Regions from separate parts of the Mus musculus genome. Here regions 1, 2 and 4 are each linked to region 3. A link is a contact called in public Hi-C, HiChIP or PLAC-seq and promoter capture Hi-C data. All regions are on one chromosome and are shown on one strand. The core of a region is the stretch at or near the end of the contact, and the rest is flanking DNA. Distances in the headings are between cores, read along the strand shown. Region 1 overlaps Megf11 (multiple EGF-like-domains 11). Region 2 overlaps Megf11 (multiple EGF-like-domains 11). Region 3 holds the start of Ints14 (integrator complex subunit 14). Region 4 overlaps Megf11 (multiple EGF-like-domains 11).

Region 1 (2,700 bases), core at 168-2,667, 430 kb after region 3:
CCCTGTAATCTAGCACGTGGCTGGCCCCATGGGCCACAGCACTCATTTCTCCATTCTACTCACTGAGCTCACACCAAGTCCACAGAGGCAAGGAAGAGGTCTCTGTTCATTATCTCAGTGTCCCAGCATGGAACCAGACACGAGAGAAGCACAGTCAACATGAACTGGACCCCTGCCCGTCCTGATCCAGGATCTACTCTCTCCTCTATGGGCCATGCCAGTCTGCCTGAGGGTGAATGCGCCACTCAGCTAAAACACCTGACTACACTTAAGCCTCAGCTCCATGGCAGGATGGCAAAGGGCGTTTGTTTGTTGGCTGGTTGGTTGGTTTTGCTTATTTGTCTGTCTTTCTATCTGTCTGTTTTTTGAGTACTCCAGGCTAGCCTCCACTTACTATGTTGCTGAAGATGATTTTGAACTTCTGACCCTCCTGCCTATGCCTCCTGGATGCTGTGATCGCAGCTTGTGCCACCAATCCCGTCCCTCCAGTGCTGAGGGTGGATGAGATCCAGAGCCTCCAGAATGCTAGGCAAGCACTCTACCAACTTAGCAACAGCCCAGCCCTGAAAAATGCCTCTTAGAAAAATGCCAGTGACTGCAGCTGGCACAGCCTGTCTTGTCACAGCCAAAGCCAGTGGGGAGGACGAGCCTCCGTCCCATTCTATAGAGCTCTGGGGAGCCATCTATCCTCAAACACCAGATGATAACACCCCTACCCCCCACCTACACCAGGGGACCTCCCTCACATCTCTACCAATCATCCTAAGATATTAGCCTGACTTGCTTCGAACGTGGCTTAACGGAGAGAAACGGTTTACCAATTAAAATTGCCACCTGTCAGAACGCTGCTATCAGGTGCCTGCATACAGCAAGCCTGCCAACCGCGGGGCCTGATAAAAGCCATGGCATGGCAGTCGGCAACCTCCGTGGGTGCAGAAGGCCCGGGCTCTGCTCCTGGCAGCCCAGCCTTCCCCAATTTGTAGAGGATTTTCACAGTTGAGCTGCTCCCACCCCCCACCCTGTGTCCCTGCAAGGAGCAACAGCTTTTAACTTGTTAATGGCATTGGAACATACGGCCTGAGTCAGCAAACCCCCCAGCCCATGACCCGAGGAGAGGTTTTTCTAGGTCTTTTTTTCCCTCATTTGACAGATGCCAGACTTTCTCCAGAAAGACACATTCCGACTGATTGATTTTTTTTCTTTAGGAAATTGATCCTCACCACCTACCAGGCAAGCAAAGCATGAGGCTTGTCAAGTCCTTTTTTTTTTTTTTTTCCTTTTCCTTTTCAACACTGATTTAAAAAAAAAAAAAAAAAAAAAAAGTTCTGTTTCTCTCTTAAAACTTAGCCTGTCTCAAAGGAGCTGCTCTCTTCTTGTGGTTTGAGTGACAGAGTTCCCAAAGAGGTGGCAATGGAGAATGGACAGATGAACCAGTGCACAGTTCCTGTGTTCCCTGTGTTCCATCTGACAGGTCTCAAGCAGATGTTAGTGGGCCAGCATGCAGCTGTCAGTTGGACAGCCATGAGTGGGAGTCCCGTGCCTCTCCCTGTCAGGCTTTATAGCAATTAAAATGACCCTTGTTACAAAGTCTCCACTGCCTATCTGCAAAGCACTGAGCAACCCAAGGGTTGGGAGGGGAAAACAAGATTAAGCTTGTCCCAGGAGGCCCCGGAAGGGCTCAGAAATCCTAGCTCAAGACAAGACTGCTGGTTTAGAAGAGGTAGCAACGAGTTTGCTGAGTCAGTCAGTAAAGTGCTTGCTATGCAAGCATGAGGATCTGAGTTCGAGTCTCAGCACCTATATAAAAAAAAACAAAAACAAAACAAAACAAAACAAAAAAACAGGTATAGAGACATAGGTCTTCAACACTAGGTCTATGGGGCTCCCTAGCCAAGGCAGCCTAGGTGAATCGTGAGTTCAGTGAGAGACTGTCTCAAAAATAAGGTGAAACAGATTGAGGAAGACAACTGAGGTTGACCTCTGGACTCCACACCCTCTCACACACATGTGAACACGTATGCATGAACACAAAAGTACATACATACATACATACATACATACATACATACAAGGGAACATATAGACATGCTGAGTTCAGAGACTTCTGAAGACACTCAGAGGCATAGCATCTTTGCAGAGAGGGCTACCTCTACTTCATTAGACGTTAGCATTTGTAGTTCCTCGCCAAATTCCAAGCCCAGCTCTGACAGCAGCAAACAGCTGCTTTGTTCCAGCCTGTCTCAATCAGCTGTAACCACATCCTCAGGGGAAAATGGTTCTTTCCAGCTCCCAGGCCTTTGCACCAACTAGCATCCCTTCTGAACATGACCGATGGAGGTCTCACTTCAAATGTCACCCACCACAAGAAGCAGTCCCTGGATAGCCTCCATAGGTTAGGTGGTTCTAGCACCTTCCCAACCCCTCCTGATCACATGACACTGGTCACATGACACTGGATACATGACACTGCTTGGCTCTACACTGGAAGAATGATACTCTTTTACTCTCCCTGCCACATCCTGGGGTCCGACACAGCACGAGCACTGAGCAGCTTTGTAAACAGCTGTTGGGTATTTGATGGAATAAATCCACATTGTCCCTGATACTCTGGACAGCTCCCATCACTAGAAAGCGCTCCGCTTCCCTGCACTGAAATCTGCCTTCTCAGAGCTTGTATGCAATGCTGCCAAGCTTGCCCTT
Region 2 (2,700 bases), core at 45-2,544, 510 kb after region 3:
AAAGGTAGATAGAATCTGCCAGCCCTCATGTCCCTGTCACAAGGCGAGAGTCCTCTGAAAGAAGTGACTTTTGCTACCAGGAGTGAGGAGAGATAGCAAACAGAGCCACTGCTCTTGGTCCTCCCTGCCCACAGCGAAGGGAGCATCAGCAGTATTTGACAAGCTGACCAGCTCCCCCAAGAATAGCGCTGTCATTACACCAAGGGGGAAATCATTACCTGATCTATAAATGATTACATGGGAGCAGGAACTGTCACTCCCATCTGAGGAGTTGGCAGAATTGGGATTTTAAAACAGGCCTGCAGACCAGTGCAGCCTTCAGCTCCCTGGGGCAGCTGCTGTATTATTCACAAGGTAAAAAACTTCAGGCACTCAGGGGGACCGCCAAGGGCTCGGGGACTCTGCCAATCAAAGGATCGAAGCCCCTTTGCGGTGTCAGCCACAAACTTAACTCAAAGGAAAACATAACTGTTCAGATCTCCTGTCTGACAGCGCAGAGGCCTCACAACTCACCACGGTCTTTCTTTTGCAAAAGCAGCCTCGGCTGGAGGGGGCTTCGGTCATTTAGTCTGTGACCACAATGGAGGCTCAAGCTTGGCCTTCAGGGAGAAGCTGTTTGTAGTGGAGGCGAGCTGGAGGCCTTATTGATGGGCCTAGCCTGGCAGGATGAGATGAGTAACAGGAAGTGGAACCTCATACACTGGGGACCACCCAGCCTCAGGAAGATGAGATGTGGGCAGAGCAAGATGCTGTTGGGAAAAGTTGGTAGTGGGCAATTTGAAGCACCATAAGGTGTGTAAATAAAGCCAGACAGTGGCAGCTCATGCCTTTAATTCCAGAGGCAGGTGAATCTTTAAGTTCAAGGCCAGCCTGGTCTACAGTGTGAGTTCCAGGACAGCCAGGACTACACAGAGAAACCCTGTCTCATAGCAAACAAAACAAAACAAAACAAAACAAAACAACAGTGTGTGTACACTTAAAAAATAGAAGAACACAGAATGACATTAAGTATTTTTGCATTTTTGCAACAGATTGCAAACGCATCAAAGGGGCCACATATAAGACTGAGGACAGGGGCATGAGAATATACACAAGGCAAAAAGGTGTGGCAAAAAAGTAAAGTTGTGTCATGATGATAAACTGTCACATGGGGTCCACTCAGCTCCTAGCCCCACACCTGACTCACTGTGAAGAAAGACACCGTCTCAGAGAGGTCACCCAGACTGTCTAGCTTAACTTCCCTGGTGCATTCAGGTCACGTGACACTCTTGTCACTGTGCAGATGACCAGAGTTAAGGTTCTGCTTTTTGTTCGTTGAGACAGGAAATCACGTAGCAAAAGCTGACTTTGAACTTGGTAGCCTAGATTAGCCTGGAACTTCTGACTCTCCTGCACCTCCCAAGTCCTGAGGTTATAGGTGCACGCCACTGGGCCCATTTATGTAGTACTGGGGATCGAACCCGGCACTTTAGCCTCAATAGGCAAGCACTTTACCTGCCCCTAACCTCTTCATGCAAGCTCCCTCGGTGCCGTCTCTACAGATGCTGCTGTCTATGGACCTGGCTTTGACCGCCACAGGCCTTACAGGCTTAAGACAAGGGTTTGCATGTCCTCTGCTTACAGATCTCAAGGTAATTATGCGCCTGAAAGAAGACAGGCAGGGAGAAGAGAGCGTACATTAATCATATATGCTTCCATTTCTTCCAGAAACCTCAGCAAAGCATCCTAATCCATGAAGACATAAAGCAGAACGATGGCTGCCAGGCTGTGGAGGTGGGGAGCAGGAGGGTTGGCAAGGGAAACTTAGGGGCAGTGGGTCCCTCCAAATCCTTGGTTACAGCATGATTGGCCTGGGATAGGTTGTTCTTCCCCGAGCTCTAGGCTTCAAATGTGTGCACACTGGGGTGCATCAGGAAAGTCTCTGTGGCCCCACCTGTCCCTACCTAGGATGTCATTTCCACTTCCACTGACCTACATCCTCTCTGTCACTCTGTCCCACACAAAGGCCACCATCTTGCCCGGGCCTGTCCTAGGTGCCTACTGGAAGTCCTCACCCAATCCCCTCCACAAAGCAGGGTGATCTCCTCAAACTAGACTTGACATGTCCTTATCACCTCCCACCCTGACTCTCCCCACCACCCACAATGACCTCACATAGTTCTGTGAACTCTTCTGCATGGAAGGGATCAGAGACCACAAGTCAGGCTGTGCCTTAGGCCCCTCCCCTTACCCTAACCACTTAGCTTCCGTGCCTCTCATCTCTACCAGGCCTCATCGCATGCACTTCAAAGCTCTCTAGCAAACATTCATTTTCTCTCTCTCTCTCTCTCTCTCTCTCTCTCTCTCTCTCTCTCACACACACACACACACACACACACACACACACACACACTCACAGAGGAACTGTCTGTAGTTCCCACTCTTGGCTGATGATCTTCTTCACACCATCCAGCCCAGGTGTCCCTTCCCGAGGGCTCCCCTGCAAACCCCATACCCTCTAGGTCCTGAGGGCTCCCCTGCAGACCCCATACACTCTGGGTCCTGAGGGCTCCCCTGCAGACCCCCATACACTCTGGGTCCTGAGGGCTCCCCTGCAGACCCCATATACTCTGGGTCCTGAGGGCTCCCCTGCAGACCCCCATACACTCTCGGTCCTGAGGGCTCCCCTGCAGACCCCCATACACTCTGGGTCCTGAGGGC
Region 3 (2,700 bases), core at 182-2,681:
TACTCAGGTTTACATCTGGCACACAGCAGGTGCTCATCAAAATCTCAACATAACCAATGAACTACCCCTAATACAACATACATTAATTCATTAGGAAAATACATTGTAAATTTTAACTCTGTACACAAAAATACACTTTCTTATTTAAGCAGAGCCACCAGGGAGTCCTGCACTTCTGCTCAGGTGCAGTTTATCCAGCTCTTGTGGGTCACATTTATGCACGGAAGCCTTTATGGTTTTTAAAGCTGATGATCACGCCCTCACCTCTTAAGAGATTGAGAAACAGTTTTCTGGATCAAGTACCAACAAGCACTTCCAGTCCATGAAATTGCTGCTAGCACTGCAATGGGTGACCGCAGCTGTCAGTCTGGCCTTCTCTGAAGACACCTGAGAAGCTGGCTCTTTCTCCTGACTGATGCATTTGTGTCAGGGCCCGAGTGCACTTCCTCAGCCGTGGCCGACTTGTGGCAATCCAATTTTGTTTTTGGGTTGTAAGCACTGGGATAAACGAAAGAATGGAACGTCCCTGAAGGCTGTTTCACTCAAGCAGTCTGGGCTTAGCCACAAAACTGAAAAATAAAAGATCTCTCATTAGTAGATAACACGATGTATTTCTCACTTGGGCTGACTCTGATCAAATTTCCCCACACCGCCCTCAGCCTTTCCAATTGGTACCATTTTACAATGTTTCAGATAACCAAGGGTTTTCTTTCTCCTGGACAGTCTACTCCTGATGATACATCCTCGCCACATGACTGCTCTAAAAGCCATCAATTACATTTATAGTTCTACTCTGAAGGGGATCATTAGCCCATTCATAGCAATTTGACGCTCAGGAATCTCTCAAAGCTCCACTTCAGTTTCTAAGTGCATACACGTCGGCTTTTCTGTCGCTCTGGCTTGCCCTACGAATTCCTCTAAATTCTCAGATGATTAATATCTGAATGGGTAGCCTGAAGTGCAGCAGAGTTCACTTAAGACTGCAACTGAAGAATAGACCTTTACCTTTAAAACGAGCCCAAAACATTTGTTGTATGGAACTCTCGGGGAAAGAGGGGACGGAAGTCTCAGGGTCCAGGGACGGAAGACTCTCAGGGGAGGAAGAAACACGGCCCCAAGCGCGGAATCCTGCTGCTTACAAGACCCGGGCCACACAGAGGGCAGGCCTGTCGCAGGCCCTGGAGCCAGCGCCCCTGAGACCGCCACCCTACGCGGGCCTCAGAGAAGGTCCGCCGCCCGCCCTGTGTTGTTCCTTCCACTCCTTCCCCTGTAACCCCAACCGCCATCGAAACACAGCCCTCAACAGGCACATTCCCTGACTTACCCGGAGCCCATCTCCAGCCTCTGTCCGTCCGCTTAAACCTTCCGTCCGCGCGCCATAGCCGGAACTTAAGGGCCGTGCGACATAAGGGAACCCGGAGGCAGCGAATAGCGTGGGCTGGGCGGGGCTTCCAGCCCACGGGCGCTGGGTTGTGGCTCTCCCGGGACGCTAGGGGGTGCTCCTCCTCTGTCTCTTGCCCACGGAGCCCCAATTTCCTCCCAGGCTGAGCCCTGCGGGGGGTTTCTGGCCCTTCCCCCTTTGTCTTACCCCATTCTGGGTGCCTCCCTCCATTTATCTCTGCTTTGCCTTTTTATTAACCTGTAGACCCCTGGCCAGTGTCTAACATTTCTGTCATTGCTTTTCTTCTTCAGAATTCTCAGTCACACCGACAGAACAGTAGGATGCTCTTCCTACTCTTAAAAAACTGTAATCCCCGGCTGAGTGCTCAGACTGTAAGCACCTGGCTGCCCTGAGTCTAAGTTGCATTGAGATCTTAGTACCACGTTATTTCCCTACCCTGACTTTGAGACCGGCAGAAGCGTGACTCAGTTATTGCTTTTGTGCCTGAGATGTGCTGAAGGTTTTGCTTTTAGGATTCCATGTAAGGCTTTGAGGGTCCCTGCCTGCTTCTCTCCACCAGGTGTCCCTAGCATAGCATATGCCTCAGGGAGTTCCTGGGCGGGGATGAGAGGGTGAGGTGGGCAAAAGGTGACTTGCTAACCCTGTGGGCTGTAGGGGCCTGGAGAATGTCAGTTAGTAGTAGGCCTCAACGGATGCTAACAGAACGCTGGGTAGTTATGGTTCAAAGACCAATACTTCACAACAGCAATTACAAGTGAGAACACAGAGCTCCCTGTAAAGTCTTAGGCATATGGCTTTCTTTAAGCTTATGGGTTGCAAGCGGGATAAGGAAGGGAAACTCTTAGAACTGACTTACCACAACTTGCTCCGTGGGAAAGTGTTTGTTGTTCTTTAATGTTTCCTCTTTCTATTAGAGGTGGCAGAGAAAGCCAACACTAGACTCTGGGGAACCAATATCAAGGCCGCATGGCCTGTAGACTTAGCTTTTGTTTGCTGCAGGACATCTTTCTCCAACCAGGCTAGTTTCAATATTTCAAAAGACCTTGCTATGTTTGAACAGTTATGGGGCTCTAGGTAAGTAAGAATATATAGCCTGATTACTTAGCCGTAATGGGAGAGATCTGGCCAAGACTATGCAGACAGAGGAGTTATCTGTCTAGTTGCTCTATTGTGGTGATGATTCAGCCATGGATTGCTGTTCTAGGCCAGCTTAGATACATGGTCTGGTTTATGACCTTAAAGACTAAACTTAAGTTAATTAGTTTGCTCATTTTTAATGATCTGATAGGTGTTCAGAT
Region 4 (2,700 bases), core at 143-2,642, 320 kb after region 3:
GGAGGCTGAGAGACTTCCCTAAGAAGATGGTTTACTTAGGCTTTGAAGGTGAAGCCGATTGCAGGATTGCACGATTGCACGGAGAGGGTGAAAGGGCACGCCAGATGGGTAAAAAAATCACAAGCAACAGTGCTAAGATGTGGCCCTGGATTTTGCCTTTTAAAACTAGCCTATTTCTTCTCCTCTCTTTTAAAGATTTTTTTAAAAATGTACTTTATGTGTATGAGTGCTCTCTCTGCATGTATGCCTGCATGTCAGAAGAGGACATCAGATCCTATTATAGGATGGTTGTGAGCTGCTATGTGGTTGCTGGGAATTAAACTCAGAAGCTCTGGAAGAGTAGTAGCCAGTGCTCTTAACCACTGAGCCATTTCTCCAGCCCCTGAAAACCTGCCTGTTTTCAAAGGTAAAAGCTGGAAACTCCAAGGAATGTCTTTCCTGGGCTCTGAGAGGCTCCCAGCTGCCATGTGTGGGGACCAGCCACTGTGGGAGTGTAGGGAAGGTCTGTATCATTGCCTTGGGTCTCATTCCAATGACCATGGCCTCATGGGAGCTGATCAGATACTGGGGCAGGAGAGCCTGTCAATCCAGGATGTCTTATGGCCAGCATCCTTGGCTTCTGCTATGGATCTAAGAGAACACTAGAGAGCCTCAGCTGGGCTGGAAAGACAGCACCAGTCTTGTCTGTGAGAGTGTCCAATAAGCTGCCCTGGGGAATCCCTATCAGTATGGCTTCCCCAGGACACAGAAGTGAGGGGCCAATCTGCACATGATACATCAGATGGGCTCTAACCAGGCCCAATTAGGATGGGGCAAACAGGCATAGTATGAAAGTTAGAAGAGGAGGTCAAACTCACTTGTGTCCCTTAACTAGGAAGGGCCCTCTGGCCATGTGAGTTGTCTCCAGTAGGACCAGGTATTTAAGGGCTTGAATCTGAGACTTGTAGGGGTGAGGCCTGGGTACTTAAAGACACTGGGGCACTTGGGGTCAGAGGGCAGATGTCACAACCGGGACTTTCTGCTCTTCCTGCCTACTAGGGTGCTAAGAAGTGGCCCAAAAGCCTTGAAAGCCCTGGTGAGAGCCTCCAGGCCACAGCCCTGACCTGTTCCAAACCAGGGTCATTCAGGCCACGCTACCCACCTCCCTACACCCCCCCACCCCCCCCCACCCTGTCCCCAGCTGGGCATCCAGCAGAGTCTCCTGGCTCTGCCCCACCCCTCTTTCCCCACCCCTGGAGTCCTGATCTCGCCCTGGCCCCACCCCAAGCCACGCCCTCGCTACTCACTAAACGCCTGTGTAGCCAGGAGCGCAGAGGCACTCGCCAGTGCGCGGGTCACAGCTGGCGCCATGGTGGCACTGACAGAGCAGCTGGCAGCCCTTGCCGTGAGTACCAGGAGCGCAGAGTTCCTCACAGCGCCAGCCTCGGAAGCCCGGGGCGCACACGCAGGCGCCGGTGATAGGGTTGCACAGGGCGCCGTTCTGACACTGACACCGGTTGCTGCAGTGGGGACCCCAGTGCTCGCTGTCACAGCCTGCAAAAAAGGATACTCTGGGTCAGAGCTTTCCTTAGAACGAGGGTCCACTTGGCCTTACCATCTCCTCTGCCCCTGGAGACCAAGCTGTTGCGGGTATCTGGATGGAGTCCTTGGCATCTGGAGACCTCTGTCAGGCTCCACCAAGCCACCGAGTGTTCACGGGAGCTAAAGAAGGCATAGCCTCAAAGGCCTTCCAGCGCTGCTGCTCACTTCAATCGATGCCACGGGCACCTCCTCCAATGCAAACCTGGTCACAGCTTTCTGCCTCCCTCTGTCTCTGGGAAGCTCTCTTTGGTTGGTCTATCTATCCTTACTCCTCTCAGCTGGACCTTTTCTTGCCATGCCTGCCACCTTGCTCTGTGACCCTGTTCCTCTCCAGGCAGCTGGGCCCAGCCTCATGTCGGCCTGTGAAGCCCTCTTTTCTCTGTCCCACTCACAGTCTTAACCTCTCACATTCTCATTTACTTAAGGACGGTTCTGACTCACTGTGCACACCCCTGGCTCTCCCTTCCCTCCTCCTCCTCCCTTCCAGGAATACTTTCAGGCCCCCTACTTGCTTCCTCAGTTCAATTTCCTCACTGCCCAAGCTCCTTCAGAAAGAGCAGGAAAAAAAAATTGTATCCCTGGGAGGTGACAGACAACCTAGGAGATCCATTCCTGTAATTAAATGTTTCCAAGACTGATGGCTTTCTGGAGACCTGCATTCTAAGCCACGGAAAGGGACAGAGTAGCCCAGAACTTCAGGAAAGTTACCCAGCCTGTTATCACCTCCCACTTTGACCCTTTTGGTGCACTCAGGGCACAACAAATATAAGACGTCCCCCAACAACTGGGAGCTTTGAGTGGGAGTGGAGTTTGGTTAATGACAGGCACAAATACTGTTCTAGGATTTCTGTTTCTAGGCAAGAAAGATTGCTTCCAGTTAAGGCAGTCAGGTGAGGGCTCCACATTGCAAGAGGGCAGTGAAAGATGGCTCACTTGTCTGCCTGCCAGAGGACCATCTGTCTTGCTTTCAGCACCGAAAGTCCTCAATTCCAAAGAGCACCTCAGCCCTGGGCAAGCTGGAGTGGAGGGTGGCTCTGCTGCCTGTGGGCACAGATGGCCAGCTGATCTTTGTACCCAAGCTTTCTAGGATTTAGACCCTGGGAGGAAAGGGTCAGGTGA

Evidence for each region. Promoter capture Hi-C pulls out the DNA fragments that hold promoters and counts their contacts. A called contact is a pair of places that touch in the nucleus more often than the background predicts. HiChIP or PLAC-seq counts read pairs in DNA pulled down with a chosen protein or histone mark.
Region 1: a promoter capture Hi-C map of hippocampal neurons shows a contact between it and region 3, with 2.2 times the contacts expected there. The contact joins the enhancer-like site here to the promoter of Ints14 in region 3. A contact is called at or near these places in 7 of 39 promoter capture datasets (the 3T3-L1 cell line, the HPC-7 cell line, the SN4741 cell line and 4 more) and 1 of 115 datasets of contacts at active chromatin or transcription factors (large pre-B cells).
Region 2: a contact with region 3 is called in an H3K27ac HiChIP or PLAC-seq map of microglia, with 5 times the contacts expected there. The contact joins the enhancer-like site here to the promoter of Ints14 in region 3. A contact is called at or near these places in 2 of 39 promoter capture datasets (the HPC-7 cell line and hippocampal neurons), 3 of 115 datasets of contacts at active chromatin or transcription factors (bone marrow-derived macrophages, large pre-B cells and microglia) and 2 of 9 other capture datasets (adipose tissue and macrophages).
Region 4: a contact with region 3 is called in a Hi-C map of the N1E-115 cell line, with 4 times the contacts expected there. The contact joins the enhancer-like site here to the promoter of Ints14 in region 3. A contact is called at or near these places in 13 of 39 promoter capture datasets (the 3T3-L1 cell line, 3T3-L1-derived adipocytes, the HPC-7 cell line and 9 more), 1 of 15 datasets of contacts at CTCF or cohesin (the NIH/3T3 cell line), 3 of 484 Hi-C or Micro-C datasets (the HL-1 cell line, the N1E-115 cell line and embryonic fibroblasts) and 1 of 115 datasets of contacts at active chromatin or transcription factors (large pre-B cells).

What each region holds. Positions count from the first base shown.
Region 1 is chr9:64,531,863-64,534,562 of GRCm38.p6, reverse strand. The region is part of intron 4 of Megf11 (multiple EGF-like-domains 11); the gene reads right to left. Among named protein-coding and RNA genes, the nearest start is that of Megf11, 150 kb to the right of the region's middle. Within about 2 kb of position 1,417, at least 35 of the 459 cell types and tissues checked have an H3K27ac peak or open chromatin away from gene starts, as enhancers often do. A contact at or near this core is called in the HPC-7 cell line and hippocampal neurons, where this site is marked.
Region 2 is chr9:64,451,520-64,454,219 of GRCm38.p6, reverse strand. The region is part of intron 1 of Megf11 (multiple EGF-like-domains 11); the gene reads right to left. Among named protein-coding and RNA genes, the nearest start is that of Megf11, 67 kb to the right of the region's middle. Within about 2 kb of position 1,294, at least 62 of the 459 cell types and tissues checked have an H3K27ac peak or open chromatin away from gene starts, as enhancers often do. A contact at or near this core is called in the HPC-7 cell line, bone marrow-derived macrophages and microglia, where this site is marked.
Region 3 is chr9:64,959,563-64,962,262 of GRCm38.p6, reverse strand. It overlaps Ints14 (integrator complex subunit 14), which reads right to left and starts at 1,431. Exons shown (of 13, transcript NM_001077631.2): 1 at 1,325-1,431; 2 at 265-569.
Region 4 is chr9:64,637,068-64,639,767 of GRCm38.p6, reverse strand. It overlaps Megf11 (multiple EGF-like-domains 11), which reads right to left. Exons shown (of 25, transcript NM_001134399.1): 6 at 1,287-1,533. Among named protein-coding and RNA genes, the nearest start is that of Gm36311, 48 kb to the left of the region's middle. Within about 2 kb of position 1,392, at least 36 of the 459 cell types and tissues checked have an H3K27ac peak or open chromatin away from gene starts, as enhancers often do. A contact at or near this core is called in the N1E-115 cell line, where this site is marked.